Regions from separate parts of the Mus musculus genome. Here regions 2, 3, 4 and 5 are each linked to region 1. Evidence: chromatin contacts called from public promoter capture Hi-C data. All regions are on one chromosome and are shown on one strand. The core of a region is the stretch at or near the end of the contact, and the rest is flanking DNA. Distances in the headings are between cores, read along the strand shown. Region 1 holds the start of Xrcc2 (X-ray repair complementing defective repair in Chinese hamster cells 2). Region 2 holds the start of Nupl2 (nucleoporin like 2). Region 3 holds the start of Tomm7 (translocase of outer mitochondrial membrane 7). Region 4 holds the start of Smarcd3 (SWI/SNF related, matrix associated, actin dependent regulator of chromatin, subfamily d, member 3). Region 5 holds the start of Abcf2 (ATP-binding cassette, sub-family F (GCN20), member 2).

What was found. Promoter capture Hi-C pulls out the DNA fragments that hold promoters and counts their contacts.
Region 2: a contact with region 1 is called in a promoter capture Hi-C map of pre-B cells, with 2.0 times the contacts expected there. The contact joins the promoter of Nupl2 here to the promoter of Xrcc2 in region 1. A contact is called at or near these places in 2 of 39 promoter capture datasets (frontonasal cranial neural crest and pre-B cells) and 1 of 484 Hi-C or Micro-C datasets (CD4 T cells).
Region 3: a contact with region 1 is called in a promoter capture Hi-C map of second pharyngeal arch cranial neural crest. The contact joins the promoter of Tomm7 here to the promoter of Xrcc2 in region 1.
Region 4: a promoter capture Hi-C map of second pharyngeal arch cranial neural crest shows a contact between it and region 1. The contact joins the promoter of Smarcd3 here to the promoter of Xrcc2 in region 1. A contact is called at or near these places in 2 of 39 promoter capture datasets (cranial neural crest and second pharyngeal arch cranial neural crest) and 1 of 484 Hi-C or Micro-C datasets (CD4 T cells).
Region 5: a contact with region 1 is called in a promoter capture Hi-C map of pre-B cells, with 2.6 times the contacts expected there. The contact joins the promoter of Abcf2 here to the promoter of Xrcc2 in region 1. A contact is called at or near these places in 2 of 39 promoter capture datasets (cranial neural crest and pre-B cells).

What each region holds. Positions count from the first base shown.
Region 1 is chr5:25,702,444-25,707,552 of GRCm38.p6, forward strand. It overlaps Xrcc2 (X-ray repair complementing defective repair in Chinese hamster cells 2), which reads right to left and starts at 3,354. Exons shown (of 3, transcript NM_020570.2): 1 at 3,235-3,354. The coding sequence starts at 3,273.
Region 2 is chr5:24,162,467-24,168,194 of GRCm38.p6, forward strand. Nupl2 (nucleoporin like 2) reads left to right here and starts at 2,497. Exons shown (of 7, transcript NM_153092.4): 1 at 2,497-2,737; 2 at 4,877-5,099. The coding sequence starts at 2,611. It also overlaps a transcript of Klhl7 not described here.
Region 3 is chr5:23,842,264-23,847,308 of GRCm38.p6, forward strand. It overlaps Tomm7 (translocase of outer mitochondrial membrane 7), which reads right to left and starts at 1,882. Exons shown (of 3, transcript NM_025394.3): 1 at 1,708-1,882. The coding sequence starts at 1,810.
Region 4 is chr5:24,599,626-24,605,212 of GRCm38.p6, forward strand. Smarcd3 (SWI/SNF related, matrix associated, actin dependent regulator of chromatin, subfamily d, member 3) reads right to left here and starts at 2,377. Exons shown (of 13, transcript NM_025891.3): 1 at 2,156-2,377. The coding sequence starts at 2,233.
Region 5 is chr5:24,574,540-24,579,705 of GRCm38.p6, forward strand. Abcf2 (ATP-binding cassette, sub-family F (GCN20), member 2) reads right to left here and starts at 2,928. Exons shown (of 14, transcript NM_013853.2): 1 at 2,808-2,928; 2 at 1,980-2,188. The coding sequence starts at 2,148.

The DNA of each region.
Region 1 (5,109 bases), core at 2,104-4,603:
GCTGATCACATGGCATGCTCAGTCAGGAAGCAGAAGAGAACACTAAACACTTGTGCTCATTCTGTACGGGATCCCAGTCCATAGGATGGGCAGAGCCTGCATCTAGGATGAGTCTTCCCACCTCAATGAACCCAACCTAGGAAATCCTTTATACACAGGACCAGAGATTTGTTTTCCCGGTAGCTTTTAAATCCTTTCGAGCTGATAATTCAGATAAACCATCCTGATCTTCCAGCTTTCCCTAAGGAAGCAACGTTCATTTGTACATGCTCCCACTATCATAACGGTTTGTACTATAAACCTAAGGTGTCCTGGAACTCAATATGTAATATAGGCTGGCCTCCCATGCCCGGATTTCAGACATGTAGCACTGGCCTGGACAGAGGTCTTCTAATGGGTATTTTAAGAGCAAGAATAGTCTCCTGTGTTCAGCAGTATAAAGGTTGCTGGCAGAGCTGATGGCAGATTCCATGGCTGGAGCTAAGGAAGCAGAGCACTCTAAGGGCACAGACCACTCTAACAGGCAAAGAAATGCAGGAGAGGGCGGGGCACCACAGGGTAACATCTTGGTTTTGCTTTTATCTTGTTTTAAGCTGTGATTCTGGTGGAAAAGACCAGGAGAACGAAATGCAGAAACCAAAACGTGGTGGTTCTTCCTGTAACTCTAGTACTGAGGAGAAAGAGGCATCATGAGTTCAAGGCCAGCCTCATCTATGAGACCCTGCCTCAATAAAACAAAAACAACAAAAAGAAGTGCAAAAGGAAATGGTCATGGGAGAAGCATAGCAAAATCCTTTCCTCTTCATTAGAAAAAAAAAAAAAGTGTTTTCAAGACAGGCAGTCATAGTGCATACCTTTAATCCCAGTACTCAAGAGGCAGAGGCAGGTGGATCTCTGTGAGTTTGAGGTCAGTCAGCCTGGTCTATGGAGTGACTTCCAAGACAGCCAGGAGTATACAGAAAAAACCTGCCTTGAAAACAAAAAATAACAAAAACAAAATAATGTATTTCAGGGGCTGGAGCAATGGCTCTTGCAGAGGGTTAAGGTTCAAGTCTTACTACTGACATGGCAACTGAGAACTGTAACTCATTTCCAGGGAATCTGATGATCGTCTGGGTTCTATGGGCCCAGGCATGTACGACGTATACACATATGTACAAGGCAACAATTTATATAAATAGAAAAGTTTGTAAGTCTGTGATTACACAAAACTAATTATTTTTAAATAAATGCTATTTTGTCTTACTTAATATCTGTCTATGACAAAGAGGCAGCTCTGTAGCTTCTTTTTTCCCAGTGAAAACCAGACACCGTTATCAATATTTATTGTGTATTATGAAGTTGCCATGTTCAGTGCATTTAGAGAAAAGCCTGGTGGGTGACCTGGGAGGGAAGTGAGAAACAGTATTGTGGTGTGTGTGTGTGTGTGTGTGGTGAGTGTGTGGTGTGTGTGTGTGTGGTGTGTGTGTGTGTGCATGTGTGTGTGTGCGTGTGGTGAGTGTATGTGTGTGTGTGTGTGTGTGTGTATGGTGTATGTGTGCGTGTGTGGTGAGTGTGTGTGTGTGTGGTGTGTGTGTGTGTATGGTGTATGTGTGCGTGTGTGGTGAGTGTGTGTGGTGTGTGTATGTGTGTGGTGTATGTGTGTGTGTGTGTGTGTGGTGAGTGTGTGTGGTGTGTGTGTGTGGTGTATGTGTGTGTGTGTGTGTGTGTGTGTGGTGAGTGTGTGTGGTGTGTGTGTGGTGTGTGGTGTGTGTGTGTGTGTGTGGTGTGTGTGCATGTGTGTGTGTGTGTGTGTGTGTGTGTGTGCGTGTGTGTCCGTCAGGCTGGGTTTACACAGGGAGATGCGTACTCCACCTATTTCTTAAAGCTCGCTTCCCAACATTGTCTTTGTTCCGACTCTACAGAACCACTGGCTGTTCCCCTAAAGCAACCTTCTTAACGCTTCAACCCCGTAGCACAGTTCCTCCTGCTGCAATGACTCCCAACCATACAATTATTTTTGAAGCTACTTCCTAACTGTCATTTTATTACTGTTATGAATTGTAATGTAAATATTTTTTGAGATAGAGGACTGCGAAAGGGGCAGTGACCCACAGGTTGGAACTGCTGCCCTTGCTAAGTTCAGACCATACCTGAGCTGCTCCCTCCTCAGCAGCAAACCACTGAACAGTCCTTACAGTGCCAGTTCAGGGGCTGGGAACGGTAGCTCTGGTGGCAGATCCCATGCCTAGGAATCATGAAAGCCTGGATTCCATCCTTGGCAGTGGATAACAGGGCACTGTAGCACACACTTGTAATCCTAGCATTCCGGAGGCAGGACGGTCAGAAGTCGAAGGTTAGGGGCCAGAGAGATGGATTTCAGTTAAGAATGGGTTTTGCTCTTACAGAGAACATGAGTTTGGCTCAGATAACTCAATTGCTAATAACCCCGGCTCCTGATCATCTGACACCTTTTCCTCTGGCCTCCAAATTCATCTACACACATGGGTACATACCAACCCACAGACACACATTCATTTACATAATTTCTACAAATAAATAACTAGGACAAGGTTATACTCAGCTGCACGGCAAGCTCAAGGCCAGCGTGAGCTACCTGGATCCCCTCTGAATACATTTAAGTTAGCTCCTCCTACAATTTGTCTTACCCTCTTTTGGAGAGGCATGCTTTTACCATATGCTGTATATTTTACAGAAGCTTCGATTATTACATTTTGTTTTGTGAGAGAGGGTCTCACTATAGAGCCCTGACTGGCCTGGACCTACCTATATAAAGGCTAACTTCAAACTCATAGAGATCTGCCTGCCTCCGCCTCTTTAGTGCTAGGATTAAAGGCGTGTACCACCATGCCTGTTGATTAATTTTGTTGTTGTTGCTTCTTATTCCCAACTCTTGGCTGACAGTACTCGAACAAGTAACACACGTTAACGTTTAACGGTTCCTGAGTGAAATGGCTTGCGTGGCTCTGGAGAGATAGACGACAGGGGTATTCTGGGATACAGAAGGCCGGATGCCACAAACAGGTTAGTTAGAGGTGAAGCAAGCTACCTAAATTTAGAAAACGTCTACTGATGCCTCAACTGGTGGTCCTCCCTTCCCCAGCTCCTGCTGCACGGCTCGCCATCCCTGACCGGTTCACTGGCGGCTGTCGCGCCGCCCCACGGTGGCCCTGGGCGCCGCTCGGCGACCTCCCCCTGTAGTGCGCGGCCCTCCCGTCGCCCCGCGGCTCTCACCTCTGTCCCGGATTCCGCTCTGCGAAAGTCGCTACACATCGCCCGGCCAGCTCCGCGGGTTCAACCTACCCGCCAGCAACGCCATTTAGCAAAAGCGCGAAAGACGCAGCCAGTCAAAGCAATGACCCTGTGTGCGCGTGCGCACTGTGCGGGCTCGGAGCCAGAGAAGCCGAGGGCATGCGCAGTAAAGCTGCGGCGCCCTCTTGGTGACGCCAGTCTCCTGCGTTTCCTTTAGTCCTTATGGTCCTTATGTTATCTTCAGTTACTCATCTCGACGGGTCTTTATCAGGCAAAATTAACATGTACGTGATTTCTAAATCTTATTTAGTTTTTTGTTTTTGTTTTTTAGAGACGAACTTCCTATGTAGTCGTGGCTGTCCTGGAATTCACTATGTAGACCAGGCTGGCCTCGAACTCACAGAAGTCTGCCTGCCTCTACCTCCTGAGTGCTGGGATTAAAGGCGATCACCACCACTGCCCGTGCTTACTTGTTCTAAAGAAACTTAAAGTACATCTTCCTGCCACGGTTGTGTATGCCTGTGATCCTAGCACTCGGGAGGCTGAGGCAGAGAATCACCAAGAGTCGGATCAGGCTATAGTTTGGGCTGTAGTATGAGATTGTGTCTCAAAGGTACTAGGACAAAAGTTTACTGATTTGGGCTTTTGGTGTGTCAGTGGTCCCAACAACTCCTGAGGCTGAAGCCAGATAATAGTTCGAGCCCAGGAGACTACTCTGGGCAGAACAGCATAACCAGATTAACAGGAGAAGTAACACCGTTACTGAGCAAGCTCGCTCTTCTTGTCCTTTCTTGAGGCAAAAGCCTATGACTGGCTGTGGTATTTATAGATAACTGGGGTGGGAAGAGAAAAATGTATATTGAATTGAAAAGAACTGTGGAAATACACTGAGCCTGTGAAGTTTTCAAGCTCTTGGTTTGGTTAGGTTTGTTGTTTGCCTTTTGTTTGTTTTCTTTCTTTCTCTCTCTCTCTCTTTCTTTCCTCCTTTCTTTTCTCTCTTTTCTCTCTTTTCTTTCTTTCTTTCTTTCTTTCTTTCATTCTTTCTTAGATATTTTCTTTATTTACATTTCAAATGCTATCCCCAAAGTCCCCTATACCCTCCCCTCGCCCTGCTTCCCAACTCACCCACTCCCATTGTCTGGCCCTGGCATTCCCCTGTACTGGGGCATATGATCTTTGCAAGACCAGGGTCTCTCCTTCCATTGATGGCCGACTAGGCCATCCTCTGCTACATATGCAGCTAGAGACACAGCTCTGGGGGAGGGGTACTGGTTAGTTCATATTGTTGTTCCTCCTATAGGGTTGCAGACCCCTTTAGCTCCTTGGGTACTTCCTCTAGCTCCTTCATTAGGGGCCCTGTGTTCCATCTGATAGATGACTGTGAGCATCCACTTCTGTATTTGCCGGACACTGGCATAGCCTCACAAGAGATAGTTATTTTCTTTTGTTTGTTTTTCTCAAGTTCTAGAAATACAGGCCAGCAGCACTCCTATGAGATTCTAGGCATTGGCACTTTAGTGCATGCTAGTTAAGCACTCTTGCAGATGAATTATATTCCCTGGCCCATTGTGTTAAGATCTTGGGTGGAGGAAGGAGTGGAGAGGAGAATAGTTTTCTTAACTGTTGCCTGTCAAACGCCCACTGATTAGATAGATAGAATATTTATACTCTGTACATCTCTGAGTACAAATCTTATGTGTACAGTACACATGAATGTCTGTACAAGACATACTACCACGCATCAGATTTGAACTTTTCTAGGAGCGTGTCACAGTAGACATGCCTGAATGGAGTTTACAACTTACTAGGTCAGTTGCTGGAACTTTCCTGAAAATTCCCTTTCCAACAGATTTGTAG
Region 2 (5,728 bases), core at 1,247-3,746, 1.5 Mb before region 1:
GCTACACAGAGAAACCCTGTCTCGAAAAAACGAAAAAAAAAAATGTGGCTATTTGAAGCTGGAGAGGTGGCACTGTATCTTGCAGAAGGACCTGGGTGTGGTCCTTTGCATCCACTCGGAGGCTCACGATCATCTACAACTCTAGTTTAGGGGGATTCAGTGCCCTCTTTCTAGCTACCTCAAGTACCAGGCACACAATGAAGCACATGCATACATGCAGGAAAACATGAGAAAAATTGTTAACATAGCTAAATTTTCTGATGACAAAATACTCATTTATTACACTGTAATCACACTGATAGAGCAGTTACCCCTGTAGAATAGGCAGCACTGTTAAAATATTTTGACTATATTAGCTGTTCTTTTTAGGCTGCTGATTAACTAGAACACATAACATTTTATAAAGCTTTCTATAAAGTTCCTTTACTCCTAATAACCTGTATCATGTTCCTAATAAGAACACGTCTTCCCCCAAACCAGAACTATCATTCACAATTCTAAAGGATAATGGGTAAAAGTAAACTATTCAAAGTATATTACTTCATATACAAATTGCTTTGTATTCAAATTTCTTTGTATATAAAGTACATTTCATTACTTTTTCAAAAAGTTCCTTTCCTATAATGTACTCTGCTTTCATTTCAGTAGATACTGGGTTTGTCAGTGTTCTGTCCTTTGAAGTGCTTTATTTTGATGATACATGGGTTTTACTTTTGAGAATCACAATTTGAGTATGAATGTTTAGTAGACAAAACTTGTTCCATATTATAACAGTAACTGTGGCTCTGTGGTCTAGTTTTTAAAACTTGTCATTATAGTGTCATGAAAATGTTTGAGTCATGAGGCATTTTAATACACCAATATCAAAATGTGCCATTTAATAAAGTTATTCAACTAAATCTATATTCTTTTTTGACTGTTTGCATTAGGTAAAATCCAATTTACTCCATCCAATATGGCACCAAACCAGTTCTCATTAAACTTCAGTAAACTGGTATTATGAAAGAGCATTTTGTGGGTTGCAGCATTAAATCCTGATTGATCCTTTTGAACCCCTTAATTTTTCCTCCAAAGATTTTTAAGGTTTCACTCTGATATTACCAGTTTTACTCCTTTTAAACATAACTCAATTTGTTGTGGGCGGGTGTGAAGATTCAAAATAGTGGCAGTTCTCACTTTGGTAAGCTGAGGCAGGAGGATGACTGAGACCATGCTAGATTACACCTACATATAGAGCTATCTAGATTGTGTTTCCTATTACTATGACAAACCCTGGTAAAAGCAACCTCAGAAGCATGTGTTGATTCTGGCTCACAGATTAAGGTACAGTCTAGCACAGCTTGGACGGGATTTCAACAGGAGCATGAGACAGCTGGGCACATTGTATTTGCAGTCTAGCAACAGCAATGGATGTTCAACTTGAATTTGCCTTTTTATTCAGTGTGTGCCCACTCCTTTGAGAATGCAGTCCTCATTAAGGGTACATCTTTCCAGTTCAACCTTTGTGAAAGCATCTTCACAGACATGCTCAAAGGTGTGTATCTATGGGGATCTAAGTCTGACCCTCCAAGTCCAGAGATTTGTGTCTATGGTGATTCTAAAAGTAATCAAGTTGACAGTATTTACCATCACAAGTGTTAGGATTACTAGTTAGAGTTTTGCTTTTGATCTCTCCATCCTCTAGCATAACCAAAATATAAAATGAGACTCAAGGTATACTTTGAGTCTGAGGAGTCTCTAAGCTGCCTTCAACTCTTAGTTTATCCCCATTCTCCAATTTTAATTTCCAAGAGCAATTTCATTTCATTGTTATATAATGTACTTGTTTTATACTGATACAGGGTCCTGCATGAGAACTGTAAAGATAATAAATGAAACGTAGTGGGTGTACGGTTTTGATCTTAGCACTAAGGTAGGTGGATTTCTGTGGGTTCGAGGCCAGCTAGTAAGACCGTATCTCAACAAAACAAACAAAACAAACAAAAAACAGTAAATTGGATACTTTCAGAAAACCTTTATCTGAAACTGCTCCTGAGGAAAATCGGGCTGCTTCTGTGTCGGTTTTACTCTTTGTCATTTTTCCTGATGAAATTTCAAAAGGCAACATTTACGTGAAATTTTAAGACATTACCGACTAAGAAACTAATAGATGCTTTTCGCCTGCATTGAGTCCTGTTTCCTGGTTACAGCTGGCTTTCTGTAAATAATCTCTCTTGATAAACAGATTTTTTTTCGTTGTTAAGCCCATTTTTACCTCCCCCCCCCCCAAGTAAATGTAAAGAACGAATGAGTCTCGCAGACTGTATACAGCCAACTAGAGGGTTGCTGGTTGTCTGCTATATCTGGTATTCTCTAGATTCGGGTCCGGGTTCAGGTCCGGGTCCGGGTCCGGGTCAGGGATCCAACGACCGCGTCCCATTTCAGCATACCCGAGCGCTGACAGCTCTGCTCTTCTTAAATCCCATTGGCTAAAGCCCACGCGGCTCACGGCACACTGGTCACAGAGCCTCTGGGCGCGGGGCGATGACGTCACACTAGCCGGGCCTCGGTTGCTGGAGCCTGGGCCCTCGCCGGCGACCGCGAGCAGGGTCGAGCTGGGACGGCGCTACCATGACCATATGCCAGTTTTTCCTTCAAGGCCGGTGCCGCTTCGGAGACCGCTGCTGGAACGAGCATCCCGGCGCCCGGGGTGCGGGCGGGGCTCGGCAGCCGCCACCGCAGCAGCAGCCACCCTCAGGTGACGGTCTGGGAGCCTTGAGCCAGGGCCACTTGCTGCGGACGCACACCTCCACCCCGGGCCCCTGCCCTGGCATGCGACGTCTCACCCCCAGTAGTTTGACAAGTCGTTTCTGATCGTCACACGTGGACAGGCGTTTGGACTTGGGTGCTCCTGTCAAACACTGCGTTTTTAAATTAGAGATATCTTCATCAAAACCTCCTTTTTGGTGAATGGCAGTGGTAGGGAGAATTCACGTGGGTTCATTCAGACCCCTTTCTCTACTCTTTCCCCTTCCTTGTCCGTGATCACAAGCTCTTAAAATCTGGGCTTTAGTTAGTAGCTTCCGACACTGGGTCAAGAACCTTACAAGTTTTGTGGAAAGGGTATTCAGGGGTTAGACATTAAACCAGCACAAAACAAGGTTTTAGAAGTCAGATAAATACGTTTTGTTCTCTTAATTTTGGAACCTAGTTTTTTGTTTGTTTTGGTTTTTAGGTTTTCAGAGATCGGCTTTCTCTGTGTAACAGCCCTAGCTGTCCTGAAAAACTCTTTGTAGACCAGGCTGGCCTTGAACTCACAGAGATCCACCTGCCTCTGCCTCCTGAGTGCTGAAATTAAAGTCATGTGCTACCACTGCCCAGTGGAACCTAGTTCGTGACGTTGTCAGTGGGTGCTTCTCTTTCCCCTTCTCTTTAAGGCTCCTCCAGCCCCTGTGTTCATGCTGGTTTCATATTTCCAGTCTTTTCGTGGAGGAGACAGATTGTATCATCTACAATGCTTCTAGTGAAAGACTCCAAATTAGGAGTCAGGTTCCGATAGATACTGGTATACTCCCAGGGACTGCTGAGAGGAATGTTTGCCATTTGGTCTCTGGAAACCTACTTTAAATGTAGTAATTTGCAAGTAAATGTTCAGTAGATAGATAATTAGGGGAAAAATACAAATAAAACTTTAGAATGAAAAGAAAGAAAAAGAATGCTTTGTAATTTTAAGGCCCACATTTGGGCCTTAAATACCTCTCTCTTTCCCTCTGCTCTGCTCCATCTTACGTAGCTTCCTGTTCCTCCTCCTGTGAGAGCTGGGCATATCCTATTCTGTCAAATTTTTCTCTGATTTGTCACTTTGTCTGGCACTCAATTAGATACCACTTTCAAACATAGCTGCTTCCTTCTACAGACTAACTTTACTTTCGATGTCTGAGATTAAAGCTGTGTACTAAAGGCATGTCTATTTCAGCCAGAGGAGTACTCTATCAGTCTGTTTTTAGTATATATTAAGTGATATATTTTCTAAATCCTAAGATAAATTACCTTTATCCTAGCATAAACTAGGAAGTGATAAGATTAAAAACAGTATCAAAACCTGAAACAAGTCCTATTGGCTTATTATTATTATTTTATGAGTTGTTAGAAATCTACGCTATACTTTACCTATTAGTAAGCTCTGCGATCTCTATATGAAGGATAGGTTGTGGGCATTGTGTCCACAAAGTAAAGACAGAGGCAAACACTTTTTAAATACCTATTTAAGGACAGAAAGTAAAATTTAACCCTTTTTATTATCCAGTTTATTCATTGTTCTCTTTCATTCATTGTCTCTATGGCCCAGTGCAGAAGCATACACACACATCCAATGATAGGTCAAATGAGGGCCTTGACCGAGCTGGGCTCACCGCAAAGCTTTTAGAGATGTTTAGAGTATTTTTTATTTATTCCCTCATGGTCAATTTAATAGGCTTAACACTGAACTCACCGATATGTCTTTATATTTCTATGATCACATTGATCTCACTTTGTTGTTGCTTTTTGTCAGCTTGGGTTTTGGGGTTTTTATTTGCTTTTTGAGATGAGGCCTCACTATATAGTTCTGACTGACCTGGAACTTAGAGACCTGCCTGTCTCTCCCTCCACAGTGCTGTGATTAAATTCTTACACCAACACACCTGGCCTTGATCTCATTTTTTAATATAAAGAGAACATTATGTGACTTGTTATAACATATAACAAACTATAACTCATAAAGGGATTGTCATTTAAAACTAGTAGAAAATAGCACTGTGTATAATGTCAAGACATAATAACATAAAATGTAATAGAGATCTTCAAGATTGGAAAAATTTACCAATTTTCTGATTGTTTGTTTTCTTGATTATTTTAGGGAATAACCGTCGAGGGTGGAATGCCAGCAGCCAGAGGTACTCCAACGTCATCCAGCCTTCCAGCTTCCCCAAGTCCACACCATGGGGTGGCAGCAGAGATCAGGACAAACCACCATTCGGCTCTTTTGATTCTGGGGCTTCTACCAGCAGAGGCTTTGGGTCATCTCAAAACCCTTTTGCTTCACCTCTCTCTGATGAGCAGAAAGATGAAAAGAAACTTCTGTGAGTTAAAAGTGTTGTAGAAAATCAATTGCTTAGCTTTTCCAGAAGCAATTACAGTGTTTTCAGTAAGCAAAACAAGAAAAAGAAGTCACCCGTGGCCCTGTGGCTCAGCCAGTCTGTTCACACTGTGAGCTTCTCAGACCTCATCACTTAGTGTGCGTTCTTAGGTTTGTCTGCTCTGGTCCACTTCCTGCTGTACTAGCATATTTCAAAGGTCAGTCTTGCTTAAACTAAAGTCGGTGTGCTCTGTGCTCTTTACAGAGTATCGGGTAACTCAGAACAATCGCTATCCTCAAGGGTACTGATAATATCACATATTTTTCTTTGTAAAACCTTTATTTCAGTTTCCCTATTTGAAGTTCCATAAAGAGTGAATTTTTAGGTTAGTTTGGGGTGTATTTTTTTTAAGGGGACAAGCAGGCTTTGTTTTATTTGAAAGCAGGGTCTCCCTATGTAGTCCAGGCTGGTTTGTAACTCAGGTCTCACTGCCTCTCTGTCTCCAGAGTGTTGTCACTTCACCAGCCATTTGTTTCTGAAATGCTGAGGACTGTGCCTAAATCTTCAAGCATCAATTGTGTGTGTGTGTGTGTGTGTATGTGTGTGTGTGTGTGTGTGTGTGTGTGTGTGTG
Region 3 (5,045 bases), core at 632-3,131, 1.9 Mb before region 1:
CACACAGGCACATACACAGAAGTGCTGGGAGGGCAGCCCTATCAGCATCAATCTTAAATTCCCTACTGGATGCCATGACAAGCCCCAGGAAAGGAACCAATGTGAAGCATCCAGTTCTCAGACCCAAGATTCTGACAAGTAGCTACAGCTTCTAGCTATGGACATAGCTGTGCACAACTTTAACACATTGTTCAGAAGTTGAAGGCAGGAGGAGCTTGAAATTACAGCCAAGCCAGCCTAGGCTGCATGAAAGGGGCTCATCTGGCGGTGGTGGGGGCAGAGGTGTATCTCAAGAGGAGAGCCTAGTGCACCTGTAGTTCCAACTACACCATAGATGAGGCTGAATTGCGAGTTCACCCAGCCTTACCTACAGGCAAACTATGAAAATGGAGCGGGGCTCAAAGAACTGTATGGACAACCCGGCCTACAAAAGTAGAGCCAGCAGTGGGTGGTGGCGCACGCCTTTAATCCCAGCACTCGGGAGGCAGAGGCAGGCGGATTTCTGAGTTCAAGGCCAGCCTGGTCTACAGAGTGAGTTCCAGGACAGCAAGGGCTATACAGAGAAACCCTGTCTCGAAAACAAACAAACAAAAAACCCCAAGCAAACAAAAAAAGTAAGCTGTCACAATTATCTATCTGATACCTATATAATATCACTGTCTGAGATTTTCTTTTCTTTCAAAATAGAGGAGAAAAGAGCTGTATGTGACGGTGCAGGCCTGTAATTCAAACACTGGAAAGGTAGGGAAAAAAAAAAAAAGAGAACCAGGAGTTCAAGGCCAGCTTGAGCAACATGAGGCACTGTCTCATCAGTAATACTTAGGAACACCAAGAAAAATACTTGTCCTATCAAAATATCCAGGTTATCACAGCTCACATACTTCTCACAGGTACAACAGCTGCCTGGAGAAATGTCCAGCCTAGTTAAAGGCTCTGCCAAGACTACAAATGAATGTATTTTATCTTATATAATGCAAGTCATGTAAAACAAACGAGAAGCAGCACCTTGTGAGGGTCCTGCTTTAATGAGAAACGCCAGATTCCATATTAGAGCTCTGAGACCTGGAGCTAAAATCCTCTGCTGTTTACCTTACGGGATGAATAAGGCAATTAAGATAAAAAATTGTAAAACTACTCAACCAGGAACAGAACCAGTTCCAGAGTGTAGCCCTAGGTGAAAATATTTGCCTGGACACTTGGGCAAGGAAAGTACAACTTTATGGCTGTCTTTCCCTGCAAAATGGGGTCTGTAACTTTCGGGAGAAAAAAAAAAATCACCGAAATCCTTCATTATACAAGAAAAGCGTAGGCATCCAATGGTCACAATCATGCTTTTAGGCAGTGACGTTTTAACCTGGTTACCGTCTTCCCACTTAGGCTAACCTACAGGAGGGAAACGTTCTAAAAGTCAAATAGAGGATTAATCTTTCTTTAGGGGTCATATAAACCTAAAACCAATCTTGAAAGGTCTTGCTTTTATTTTACAGATTTAAGTAGGGAATATAAGGGATTGTGTGACTGGTTAAACACTACTCAAATAGCTAAAAGGAACTGGAAGATGGTTTTTCGAGCCCGGGCAGACAGCCTCGGAAATCGTGGACAACGCGGAGGCCGGGTTTAATTTCCTAGCCCCGGATGGCAAAAAAGGAGACTCAGACCCCACCAACCCCTGCCCTGCGGCTCCTCCCAAGTTCTTCAATCACTGACCCAGGTAAATCACGAGAGGAATAAAGCCCCAGCGGATGGCAAACTGGCCGCCCTTGAAGAGCTGCTGCAGCCTCTGTTTGGCTTCTTTGCTCAGCTTCACCATGGCGACGACGGACCAGCGGAACGAGGAGCCCAACAACCACCACCGTGTCCGGATCCCGGAAGGGAGAGGAGCTGCGCATGCGCCACGTGGGGCCTTTACGGCAGGAGTCGTGAGGCATCGCCGACAGAGGCCGTAATCCGTCGCCTTCCAGCAACCTAGCTCCGCCTTGCGGGTTCACTGCTCCCGCCTCGTTTTTGTTGTTTTATTGTTGGGACGAATCCGGCTTTTCCTGGAGGGGCGGGGCGGGAATTGTCTTTCCAGATAGGGGCTCCCTGTTTAAGACTTTGCTGCCCTTGAACCCATGGAGCTGCTACTGCATCAGCGTCTCGAGTGCTGGGATTCAATGCGCGCTGTTTGCTGAAGATTGCCAGACGCGCTCACTTGAGGCCTACTTTTTTATCTACAACTACCTTTATTTTTTTCCAGCATCTTTCCAGAGTTTTAAAGCACACATCCCAGCGATGATCTTTGAGAAAGAAGGAATGTTATTTTATATACTGTTCTGTTATCTTGGCTAAGTTCCTTACTATCCCAGAATCAGTTTCTTCTATGGCTGCTAAAACCGGACGTCACCGGGCACTCTTCCAGGTTTCCTTCTACTTTGCACCCGTTCTCTGTTTTTCATTTAACAACATTTTCAAATCTGGGAAGTTCGCGTGAAATCTGGGTTTATTTGTCTGTTTTTCTTTGACACTTCTGGCTTCTAGACTTACATCTCAAGGACTGCCAAGGAACTTAATGAGATCACTGGGCACAAGGGGTTCATGGGAGTTAAGCTACATTTTTACTATAAAGGAAGTTATAGACTTTTGTGTGTGAGAGTCCCAGAAAACTGCAGTTTACATCTGGGAAGGAGTAAAGTCAGATATGCTTAAGCCTTGAGTGTGGTCACTGTTTCAATATTCTTAGTTGAAAATAGTTCTGTATAAAAGGAGTACTGCCCCGTAACAGCAAATGCTGTTAAATGTCAGGGGAGTCTTTGCTCGGCTGGTGGGATTCTTCAGCCAGACGGGACACCTTTCACTTCCCATGTCTCCTTAATTCTGTCTTTCTCTCCTGCCCCACTGCATTCATCCTCAAAGAATACATTTTTATTAATACAATGCAATGAAAAAAAAAAACCAACAATAAAGAACATAGGTGTAGAAAATGCGACTCTAGGATCAGAAGTGCCAAGATTTTAGTCGAATTCTGCAATTGACTTGAAATAAGAAACTTGTGAATTGGCTGATCCCATAGCAAAGCATCTAATTAGTTCACCATGGTTACTAGGAAAGCAGTGCTCTGATCCTAAAATGCAGTGATGTAAATGAGCCAAATGAGAACAGAAATTTTTATGCATCTTGTTTCTCAAAATACTCTGTTTAGAAATACACAATAGAGGGGTTGGGGATTTAGCTCAGTGGTAGAGTGCTTGCCTAGCAAGTGCAAGTCCCTGGGTTCGGTCCTCTGCTCTGGAAGAAAAAGAAGAAAGAAGAAAGAAAGAAAGAAAGAAAGAAAGAAAGAAAGAAAGAAAGAAAGAAAGAAAGAAAGAAAAGAAAGAAAGAGAAAGAAAGAAAGAAAGAAAGAAAAGAGAAAGAAAGAAAGAAAGAAAGAAAGAGAGAAGAAGAAAGAAGAAAAGAAGAAGAGGAAGAAGAAGGAAGAAGAGGAAGAAGAAGGAAGAGGAGGAGAAGGAGGAGGAGGAGAAGGAGGAGGAGGAGGAGGAGGAGGAGGAGGAGGAGGAGGAGAAGAAGAAGAAGAAGAAGAAGAAGAAGAAGAAGAAGAAGAAGAAGAAGAAGAAGAAGAGAAGGAGAAGAAAGAAAAGAAAGAAATACACAATAGAGCTGGGCGTGGTGGCACACACCTTTAATCCCAGCACTTGGGAGACAGAGGCAGGCAGATTTCTGAATTCAAGGCCAGCCTGGTCTACAGAGTGAGTTCCAGGACAGCCAGGGCTACACAGAGAAACCCTGTCTCAAAAAACCAAAACAACACCACCACCAACAATAACAAAACAAACTAACATATTCAGCAAAGATCCTAATAGGAACACAAAGGCCAGAGAATCAGGGGCACTCAGCTCTTACTCACCTTAGCCATCTTTCAGTCACTTCTTTGTAAAACTGTTTATTATTATTATTATTATTATTGTGTGGTGTGTATGTGTGTGTTTGTGTGCATCTGTGTGGTGTATATGTGTGGTGTGTGTGTGTGTCTCTGTGTGTGTTGTGTGTGTGCATGCTGTGTGCTGTATATGTATATGTGTCTGTGTCTGCATGACTGTGTGGTGTGTCTCTGTCTGTGTGTGTGTGTCGGTGGTGTGTGTGTGTATGTATGTGTATGATGTGTGTGTGGTGTGTGTGTGTGTCTGTCTGTCTGTGAGGAATGATGTGTGTGTATGTACTTGTGTGTGTCTGTGGTGTGTGTGTGTGTGTGTATGTATTTCTGTCTGTCTATCTCTGAGGTATGTGGTATACGTATTTGTGTGTCTGTGGTGTGTGTGTGTCTGTGTGTCTGTCTGTGAGGTGTGTGGTGTGTGTGTGTCTGCCTGTTTGGGAGGTATGATGTGTGTGTATGTGTCTGTGTGGTGTATGTGTGTGTCTGTCATCCTGTGAGGTGTGTGGTGTGTCTGTCTATGAGGTGTTATTTGTGTCCTTGTAGTGAGTGGTGTCTATGTGTGGTGTATTTGTTTCTCTGTATGTGTCTCTTTGTGTGGTGTGTGTGTGTGTGTGTGTGTGTGTGTGTGTGTCTGATTGTCTGTCTGAGAGGTATGTGACATGTATGTGTCTGTGATGTGTGTGTCCGTGGTGTGTGGATATGTGTGGGTCTGTGGTTTGTGTGTGTGTGTGGTGTGTCTATGTGCATCTGTGGTGTGTCTGTCTGTCTGTGAGGTGTGTGGTATATGTATGTCTGTGTGGTGTGTGTCTGTGTAGGTCTGTGGTGTGTGTATATCTGTCTATGAGGTGTGAGGTGTGTGTGCATGTGTGTGCATGTGCATGTGTTTGTGTGTGTGTATACAAGCACATGCCATAGTGTACGAATGCAGCTCAGAGGAAAACTTTGAGATGTCTTTCTCCTCCTTCCACCCTTCCATGGGGTCTGGGATTGAACTTTTCAAATACTGACCCACTGATCCACCTCACTGCGCACTTCTCTGCCCTTCTTTCCTCTCTGTCCTCAGCCCTGCTACTTCCCGATTATTCTCAGGGATCAGAAAGTTGATAGTTGCAACAATATATCTTCACATTGAATCAAT
Region 4 (5,587 bases), core at 1,127-3,626, 1.1 Mb before region 1:
TCTGTAGCAGTATCCATTTCCCCCTCCCATCTGCCCACATCAGAGACAACCTATTCCTCACAATATCCCAGAAAGGGTAGAAATTGGAGGGAAATGAGGCAGGTTGATTTTCTCTGGCCACCAGCTCTGGGCAGTCAATCAAAAGAGATGAGATGTGAATGCAAGTGGAGTGTTTCAGATTTCACTTGTCCAAGCCCAGGAAGGGGGCTGAGGCTTGGGGACCTAGACCAGGAAGGGTATTAGGGAGAGGGGAATGAAACCCCTATTATTTAAACACTACCATCTCAGGCTAGGGATGTAGCTTGGTTAAGGGCTTGTGCAATACATGTGGTGCTCTGGGTTCGATCCCCAGCATCAAATAAACTGCACATGATAGCACATACTTTTTTTTTTTTTTTTTTTTTTGAGACAGGGTTTCTCTGTGTAGCCCTGGCTGTCCTGGAACTCACTCTGTAGACCAGGCTGGCCTTGAACTCAGAAATCCACCTGCCTCTGCCTCCCGAGTGCTGGGATTAAAGGCGTGCGCCACCACCGCCTGGCATGATAGCACATACTTATAATCCTAATCTTGAGGTGAAGGCAGAAAATCAAGACCACCCTCTGATATATAGTGAATTTGAGGCCAGCCTGGGCTACAGAAGGCCATGCACACACACACCCTTCTCATCTTGCCCCCTGGATTAAGAAGCCCTAACCCTAACCCTGGGCTTCCTTTCTCCTCTTACATTGCTTACCTCTGAGGTCTCCACCCAGAGCCAAGCAGCTGTCTCTGCCCATCTCTTCTATAGTCAAACAGGCCTGTCCCTGAACTTGCCTCCCCCATTCCACCTGACTCTGTCACTCACAGCACCAATGTCACCAGCGTGGAAGCTCAAGCCTAGCCATTCTCCATCACTATAGAGGGGACTCTAATCATCCAAGAACCGAACTACCAAGTTGACCACATTCAATTCCATATGCAGAGCCTCTTCACTGGATGGTAGTCTTTAAAGCAACTACTCTTAAGCAGCTAGGTCAGGATTGGTAACTCCACTAACCCATAGGGCTGCCTTGGAATTTATACCCCAGAGATCCCTATGGCTAGAGAACAGGCTGCCACAGAGAAGCCCTCTTCCCTATCAGCCACTCTCCTATTCATCAAGGCCACTGATACTGTTGGGTCTAATGAGGCCCTGAGAAGAAGGCTTCTAGGGGCCCCCAGGAGCCTGCCATCAGTAACAGCCTCATAAGGGTCAGATTCTGGGGGCCCTTGCCTCTCACTGAAATGGTGCTTCCTGGAGTCACAACCAAATTTGGCCATAGTAAATATGACTGACTCTTCCCTCCATATGCCCAGGCTTAGAGCTCCTCACAGCAGGCTCTCCACCTCAATAGGTTCCTGGGTACCCTCAGACTCCTCACATGTCTTCGTGAGTGTGTGAGTGTGTGTGTGTGTGTGTGTTAGAACGGTATAGTACTATCCCTTTGGTTTCTAGGCCTCATGTCCCCAACTCCTGCCCCTCCTTCACACCTTTGAGGTGTTAAGGTCATCAACTTCTGGTGGCTGAGCCTGCCAAGGAGATCTTCTGACTGCTTAACTTGAGGTCTCACAAGTAGACCCTTCTCAGCTCTGACAGCAGGGCCAAGTCCTCAAGGCCCTCCTGCTAGGATGCAGAGGTTGTTCAGCAGAGAGCTTTTGCTCTTAGGTCACCTGCTCCTAGCTGCTCAGACCTAGTCGGAGTGACCCTGTCCCAAAGGATGAACAGGGACAACAGGCAGCCCTGCCCTAGCTGTGTGTTCGAGTCACCACCCCACCCCCACCCCCAGGGCAGGGGTAACACCTGAGCCCACCAGTAAAAGAATGTGAGACATGTCAGTTACAGAGGGGACCCCCCTCTTGGGGGAGGCACGGTGCCCACATCCCACCCCTTGCCCCTGAGAAGAACCCAAGCCGACGCCTCTCTTCCCGGCCGCCGCGCGCCCATCCCCAGCCGACCGCTTGGCGACGTGTTCGGATGCCAGGGCGCCCGCAAGGTCCCAGGGTTGGGCCGTGACCGTGCGCCCCTCAACCAAAGGGGTGGGAGAGCCGGAGCGCGCCGGCGGCCCCTCCCGATCATCCCTCCATTCAGCCCGAGCCAGCTCGCTCACCCTCCCCCGCTAACTTTCCCCCACTCACCACCCCATGGACCAGAAACTCAAAAAGTTTGCTTTTCGTGGCTTTGCGCGCCCCTCCGGCAACTTCGTCCGCGGCCATCGGGGTGGGCTCAGCGGCTCCTCTCACTCTCTCTCTCTCTTCCTCTTTCTTTCCCTTTTCTGCCTTTTTTTTCCTCCAACTCTCCCCTCTGAGTCCTGCTGGGCTCTCTCACACTTCTACTCGAGCGGAGTGGGGAGGGGGCCCCTTCAGGGCTGCCCTGACGGCCCACGGCCCACGCCGCCGCCGCCGCCCGCCCGCCGCCGCCGCCGCCGCGGCTGCCGCATTCCTGCACTGATAAGACAGAAATAGTCCGGCGGCCCGGGGTCTGCCTGCGACGCGCCGGGGACGGAGCGGCCCTCCTGTGCACTCCGCGTGGTCCAAGCGGCGCACAGAAGCGGCGAGACGAGCCGATCTGCCCGGAGGCTGCGCGATGGGCAGCTGCGCTGCGCCCAGGCCGCCCGGGGCCCATCGGTGGCGGCTCGGGGAGGGAACACCACGGGAGGTGACAAGGGGCTCGCCAGCCACTCTGCCCTCGCCACAAATAGTTTCTCGGTTAGGGAATTCGCCGACATGGCCAGGCAGGGAACAGACAGTTCCAACTTTTTTCCCCCAAGTGGCTCCTGCAGCATTTCTGAGGCCCTTTCCCCTGGGACCAGGCAGGCCAAGTAGGGAAACATTTGCTGGAAGGAATCTGGGGGGGAACCCGAGCCCGAAGCAGGCCTTGCTCCTGTCCCAGGGCCAGCGCGGTGGGTGTGCCGGGCTAGGCGGGCTCCCGGGCGCCCGCAGATGTGTGTGCCCTTGTCTCGCACACCGTGTGTCTGCACCCTTTTGTGGCACGGCGCAGAGGCTGTGGGTGTGGATGTTTATGTGCGTGCACTGACAAACGCCCAGTCTGTGTGCTTCCCTTCACAAGAGCCGCCGAGCCTGCGCGCGTGCGTGCGGGGCAGGACACGGCCTGTGTCTTTCAGCTCTGTTGGAGTCTATTTCTGGGCTTGTGAGTCTTTGTTTGTCTCTGTGCGAGAAAGTGAGGGCAATAGGGGAAATATTTCCGAAAAGGGGACATGGACTGGACTCATGAGAACAGGAGGAGTACATTGTGAGGAATGGCGCGGATCCAGGGTGGGTACTTGGGTGGGTAGGAGGAAAGGGTGAGGCAAGCAGGGCTTGATGGCTTTGGCGCGGAGACCCAGAGAGCTCGGGATTGGTGAAGTCCGCCCCAGAACCGAAGAGAAAGCAGGAGTGTGGGGTAGGAAGACGAGGAAACCCTAAATGGGACAGTGTGGATAGAACTGGCCATCCCTGGAGGGGAGGAAGAACAGAAAGGAGGGGACAAATCCTGAGATCCCTAGGTTGAGCCCAAGCTCCGCCCATTCCACAAGCCACGCCTGTCCCCACCTTCTGAAGGAGGAGTCCGCGGGTTTCAGGACAATCAAGGGTCAGGTTTATGGGCTAGCTGGGGCTGCCGCTGAGAGAGGGACAATGCCTGAGGGAACTTGTGGGAACACATACAATTTGAGCCCTCAAGACCCATTGCACCGAGGGACCCTAACCTTTGGCCCTTCAGAATGTCTTCATGGGTCAGGATAAGGAGCAGAGGAATGCTCTCCCAGTCTATTTGGCCTGTATCTTTGTTTCCTGCAGGTCCTGTTAGTATGCCTAGCTGTCATTGTCCTTTCAGGTGGCCACTGTCACCGTGAAAGACTAGAGAAAACATCTTCTTAGATGCTATGGGGGACAGTATTCCAGGATGGGCAGACTCCAGCAGCAGCAGACAGTAACGGTGGTGGCTGGAAAGATAACCTGCTTAGGGCCAGCAGCTCACCTCCAACACTCCCCCCACCCCACTCATCCCCTGGTCTAAGGCTCTTCAGGCATTTTGCAATGCCTCCACTTGCACTCTCTGCCTGTCCCATCCTTTAAGACCCAGGTCGGACCCTGGTTCCCTGCTTCGCTTACGGGAACCTATTTTGGTCTTATCCAAATGTCCCATATCATTCATTCATCTTGCCCATAAACTGGGCTGGCGGAATGCCTCATGTGCCCTTCACTTCAGGTGTTTTGTGTTTGGTCTCCCAAGGAGGTTGTGACTCCTAAAGGCAGAAATGGCATTGGGCCCACGCTTTCTGCAGCCTGGCTGGGTACAGGGGCTCTGTCTACAACATCAAAACTGAGAACATCTGCAAAGCTTAACAGGCCAATGAACATAGGCCGTTTACCTGAAGATGTGAGTCACTGCAGCTACCCCGACCTCTGCTCCTAGCAGGGACTGGAAATCCCAGTCCTTGGAGGTTCTGGGAGTGGGGTGGACAACTCTAGGCTTTAGGAAAAGCTAGGTGTCCTCAACTTTTAGAGCCACCTCTGAGGAGAAGACAGGAGGCGGCTGTCACCTTAGCTTTGTGGGTGGAACGTCTGAAGGACGGGCACCAGGCCTGGGAGGCCTTGGTGGTGAAGAAAGCTGTGGGAGATGCCAGGACTAGGGGAACGGGGCACACCAGTCAGACCCACAGACAGGTCCTTTTGGAGCTGGCCCTCTGGGGGTATCATTATGCTTCACAAAAACCACACAACTTGGAGCACACATACTGCCACAGGGACAAGGAGCCACATGGATTTGCACATAGAGGCACACTCTGGCCTCCCCACATCCCATACAATGAGAGGCCGTTCACAAGTGAGCAGACACATTAACATGCTCTTCTAGCAGGTCTAGTGGGGGACTTGTGGCCAGGGAGACCTTCTCACAAAGGACAGTAACCCCACCACCTCGGTGCCACCAGGGTGCTGGGCAGTAACACGTCGCCCACAGTGCCCGCGAAGAGCCCGGCCTTCTTCCAACCAGACTGGGCGCAGGCCACACCCGGGTAGGCCGAGAGCGTGTCTGGGGCAAGGGGAGGGCGGCCGCGCTGCGTCCCGGAGCTGGAGTCCCCCCTGTCGTCCCCCCATCTCTCCTTCCCTCGCAGAAGCACCACCAGCACCAAATGGCAAAGCGCCGCTCCCCGCGCAGGGAGCGCTGCGCCGCGGCCTGCGGGACGGACGGGCCGCCTCGCCCCCCACCGTGCGGAGCTAGCGGCCGCAGCCGGTGCACTGGGGGCTCCGGCCGCCGGCCCGCACCGCCCTCCCTCCGCCCGCACGGCTCCCCAGACCGAGCATGCGCGCTGCGGCCTCCCTCCCGGTGAAGGTCAGCCCAGGGCCCAGCTGCAGGACTCCACGGCGGCCAGGGGAGGCGGAGAAGGGAGGAGGGATGCAGGGAAGAGATTTAACTCCTTCTCTGCGGGAAGATGGCCACCCAGACCCAGCCGGAGCCCAAGAGTCTTGTGCTCCCGCCCTCTGTGGAGGTCCCGATTGGGGACAAGGCAGGGGGGAATTGAGGGGGTGGGAAAGGGAGAATGAAGGGCTAGAAGGAAAGAAGGGAAG
Region 5 (5,166 bases), core at 1,678-4,177, 1.1 Mb before region 1:
TTCACAGACAGGCTTTTCTCAGCAGCCCTTTTGAGTCTATGCTCTCTCCTACCACTTCACTTTCCTCCACTGTTTCCCCCTTCACCATCTTCCATAGCTCTGGCCATGGATAAAGCTTCCCCATGGCCTAACTTGATCACACTAGCTGCCTTCTAGAATCTTATTTTGGGGACAATTCCTACCACTTGACATTTCTTCATCTGTTTAGTGCATCTATGGTGACTCTCTCTCTCTTTCCCTCCCTTTCTCTCTCTCTCTCTCTCTCTCTCTCTCTCACACACACACACACACACACACACACACACACCTCAAAACACAGTCCCTCAAATAAGAATCAACAGCTGCAATGACTAAAGTAGACATAAGTAACACTGCAAAATGACATGGGATAGCAAATGGGAACACAATCATGTGTGTAAACCTCAAGTTTGCACAAGAACTTAACGTGTAAAAGGACAATACCATGTGTGGTAAGATTCAAAGGGCAGTGAGCAGTCTACATGCAGCAGAAGGACTGTGCAGCTTTCCTGGGCAGTGAAGACAGGGTTAGACTGGGATGGTTGTTATCATACACTGCAATGTTTGCCCATGTCACAGTTAACTTAGCTGTCAACTTCACATAAACCTGGCAAGAGGAACCTCAACAGAAGAACTGCCTCATCAGGCTGGCCAATGACCATGTCTAGGGCATTTTCTTAATTTCTAATGAATGCAGAGGGTCCAGTGTAGGCAGTGAAGTCTTTAGCTGAGTGGGTCTGTGCTACATAAGCAAGCTAGTTGATGCCTGGTGTAGTGGCCCATGCCTTTAATTCCAGCACTCCAGAGGAAGAAGCAGGAGAATTTCTGAGTTCAAGGCCAGCTGGTCTACAAAGCAAGTTCCAGGACAGCCAGGGTGGTTACAGAGAAACTGTCTTGAAAAACAAAACAAAAGTCCTTGCCTGACTTCCCTCAAAAATGGACCTGGGAAGCTGGGTAGTGGTGGTGGCGCACGCCTTTAATCCCAGCACTCGGGAGGCAGAGGCAGGTGGATTTCTGAGTTTGAGGCCATCCTGGTCTACAAAGTGAGTTCCAGGACAGCCAGGGCTGTCTCGAAAAAAAAAAACAAAAACAACAAAAAAAGGACCTGGGAATATAAGAAGAAATGAACTTTTTCCTCTCAAGTTAATTTTAGTCAGAGTGTTCTGTCAGAGCAAGAGAGAAAGAAATAATAAAATAAATTTTCTGAGAGCAAACTATGTTTACAGTGTGAGTGAGTAGCTTATTTAATATGGAAAAATGCTACAATAAATCCCCTAAACCTAAGTAACAAAACCATAAATATATTATCAGAAAAATTACATGAAGATATATAACAATATGTTACACATTACTCATTGGTATAATCACTATCCCTGTGACATTAAGAGTACCATATGAGCCAGGGATGGTGGCTCACACCTTTAATCCCGGCAGCTAGGAGGCAGGGGCAGGTGGATCTCTCTATGATTTCAAGCAAGTCTAGTCTACAGAGTTCCAGGACAGCCAGGGTTACACAGAGAAACCCTTCTATCTCCAAACATCTGCCTCCCCCCCCAGAAAAGACAGCACCATATGGTAGAGCCTGTATACTCACCACCATAGGTAGGAAGAAAAACAGGAAATAGTACAAGTTGCCTTCCCTTTTATTGTCTACTGCAGCACCAACCAAGGTAGATCAAAAACTCCCATCTGTGTTTGCCACTTGAATTCAGTTTCCTTCATCAGTAACAAGTTTTAACTCTATGGGTGTGGGTGTCACCAAAAAGTTTCATGGCATATAAAGACATGTGTCTGTGGGTGCTTTACTCTGTTTAAAAAGATGGGGATGTGAGGACAGCCTGGCCTCAAACCTTCATCTTTTTACCTTAGCCTCCCAAATGCTGGAATTAAAGGCCTATGCATCTGCATCCAGATTCTGATCTTGGCTTCGAAAACCAGCTCAGGAAACTCACCCAACCTACCTCCATCTCCTGTGGTCTCTCTGCCATTGGCCTCCTCGATTTTCTCTTCTGCCACCTGAGGTTCTGTGACAGCATCTCCATTTTCTTCATGTCCCTTTCTGGGTCGCTGTCGGGCTTTGGCAGCCTCCTTCTTTTTGGCTGCCTTCTTCTTGGCCAGGTCGGAAGGCATGGTGATGAGCCACAGGGGTAGTTACAGTCCTTTCAGGAGTCTGAAGAAAAGCAAACAGATACTCCAAAATTCTAAACTTACAGGTAAGAATGTCTGAGTGCTATCCCATCCCTCCTTGGAATTTTCCTATCAAGCCTGTGGTGCCCAACTCTTGTCCCCGCCAACTTTGTCCGGGCTTCTCACACTCTCTCGACCGCTCCTCCAGCCTCATCTCCTCCCTTGGGGTTCGCGCGCCAATCCCCACCGCCGGCTTCACTCGGATGCGCTCTTCCCCCAGGGCCTTAGTGAGGGACCGCTCTGCCCCTCGTCTCCAGTTTCCGAACTTGGCGCTCGCGCACCTCTGCCAGCCGCCTCCTTTTCGGTTCTTCGCCAGGAGTTCGTCCCGGACCTCCCTTCCGTCCCTCTCATCCACCCCACCGACTGCGGCGCGGTTTCTCTCCCGGAACCACGAGTCCTCCCCAGCGGGTCCCTAAGGGTCTCTGCGCTCGCTGCCCCTAACCTCCCCCACACCCCGCTCGCCGGCGTCTCTGCCTGGGCCAGTTCTTTTCCCTTTCGGCCCTTTCCATTCCGACCCTGAGCTCCCTTCCGCTTCTCCTCCCGCTTCCTGCTCACGGGTCCACACTCTCCTCCCCTCCGGCGCCCCTTCCCCCTCAACTCACGGGGCCTCGCCGCTCGGCCTCTGTCGCAACAGAGCTGCTCCTTGAGCTCCTCCGCGTGCGGCCGGCTCCCCAACCAATCACGGCCCCGGGCGGCCCTTGGCGCGCTGCCGCGAGGGCTTCTGGAAAATGTAGTTCTCAAATCGTAAGAACTTAGGGCGGGACTCTCCTCCGGAACTACCACGATTCCCAGGTGTTGCGCCGTTCTAGTGACGGCATCAGAACGCGCGATGATTCTGGTTGGGGGAGGATTAGAGTCCAAGAGGCCCGTCCTACCAAGCCGGTTTGAAGAACTGAAAACTGCAAATCCCAGATTGCTCCTCGGAGAGGTGGGCTGGTCTCCCAAAGGATACCCCACCCCTAGCAGATAAATTTACCAGGCTGCTCTACTGGTTTAACCAGCAGGAAGTGCGACTAAGCTTCCCGGCCAGCGTCCTAAGAGTGCGAGACCAAACAATGAGAGAAGAGAGTTAGAAGGTGGAGGGGAAAGAAGAGCGAGTTGCTGCTGGGCAGGTGGCTCTGAAAGTGAGGTAACCCTTTGTAGACCACGCCAACAGAACTCTGTTCGAGAAAGGCATCCTCGTCTCATGGAACCGAAATTGAGAGCCTCGTCCATCGCTAACGAAACTTTTTGAAAGTGCCAGACGCTGTGCTGAACCTTGGTATCTTAGTCAAGAGTTTCTGGGTTCCACCAGAGCCATGCGAATGTGGTGGAAAAATCTAAAGTATAGGACCACTTTGCTGAGTTTAGCTCTATGGACACTTAGTTGTGACTTGTTTCATTTCCTTTGAGTCTCACTGTCTAAAATCTAAAGCAGACTTAGTGTTAGGAACATTATAAACTAGATCTGTAGCCTCATACACAAAACAACTCTACGACCCTTGCTTGCTACCTGTCCAGGGTCCTGTCCACTGGTGTGTCATCACTGATGACACAGAAGGAAGCAAACTTAGTGCCCCTGAGTGCATTCTCAGAAAGTGACCCCCTTTTCCTCTAAGGTCACCATGTTGCCAAGCTAAATAGAAATTAGGCGTGAAGATCATTGAGGGTGGACATCACAAGTAGCTTCAGAGCCTGCCCCCTGTGTCTTTGGCAGCACACTAATTTTAAGATGAAAACGGGCTAAAGAGATGGCTCAGCAGTTAAGAGCACTGACTGCTCTACTAGAGATCCTGAGTTCAATTCCCAGCAACCACATGGTGGCTCACAACCATCTGTAATGAGATCTGATGCCCTCTTCTGGTGTGTCTGAAGACAGCTACAGTGTACTCATACACATAGATAAATAAATGAAAGAAAAGGGAGGAAGGTAAAAGGAGGCTTTGTAACACACACACACACACACAGCTTTAAAAAAAAAAAAAAAGAAAAAAGAAAAGAAAAAGGAAATCCAAATGGGCCTGCCAATCGCCTAAACAGGAAACTGCGGCTGCTAAGGAAGTTGTCTGTTTCAGAAACGAAGCACTAGTATAAAACCCATGTGACCATTGTCCATTCCCACCAATGAGAAACATTTTCTTGGTCCATTGTCCACCTCTGCCTTTGAGGGTGTCCTCATTTTACTCTATGGTAAACTCTGTCTTCATTACTCAGTGCCTCATTGGAATTTATTCAACAGAGATGGCAATGACTGGAAAGCCTAAGGGAGTCTGAATAAGATCCCTGTAAGACACAAAACACTAATCTCACCTCTCTCCCCCAACAGTAGAAGCAGTTCTCCTCTGCTAGAATTTAGAGTTCAGAGTTAAGCCATTTAAATACCACTGACCATGTTCCTAGAATAACCTCCACCAGTTGAGTAGTTCTATTGATATTTCACACAATTGACATGAGCATACACAGATTACAAAGTAGCAAGGAACTTTATTCAAAGGCCAAGTAATATCACAGATGAGAAATGCAGTCAGTCTTGACCACAGGGCACATGAGTGAGTGTCCTCGAGTCTGATGCTTCATTTCATGAAGTCTAAGGAAAAGAGAGGCTGCTTACTACAGAGGGTAATACGAGTGGTTCTCTATTGTAACAGACAGATTTGACTTACATAAGCTTTTGCTCACTACATGCGTCCTGTCCCATGATGCATTCAATCTTTAAAATTGTACTTAATTATTATTATTATTAATTATTGCTATACCACTTGCACATTGATGTCAGACAATAGCAATTTATTGAATTGATTCTGTCCTTCAATCAGGATCAAACTCGGGTAATCAAGCTTTGTTGGCAAGAGTTTTGTTGTTGTTGTTCGGTTTTTAACCTGCTAAGCTATCTTACGAACCCTTTAAAATGTCTTATTTATTTGTGTGTGTGGTGTATGTTCATGTATCTATGAGTCTGTGCACCCATTTGTGTGTGGAAGC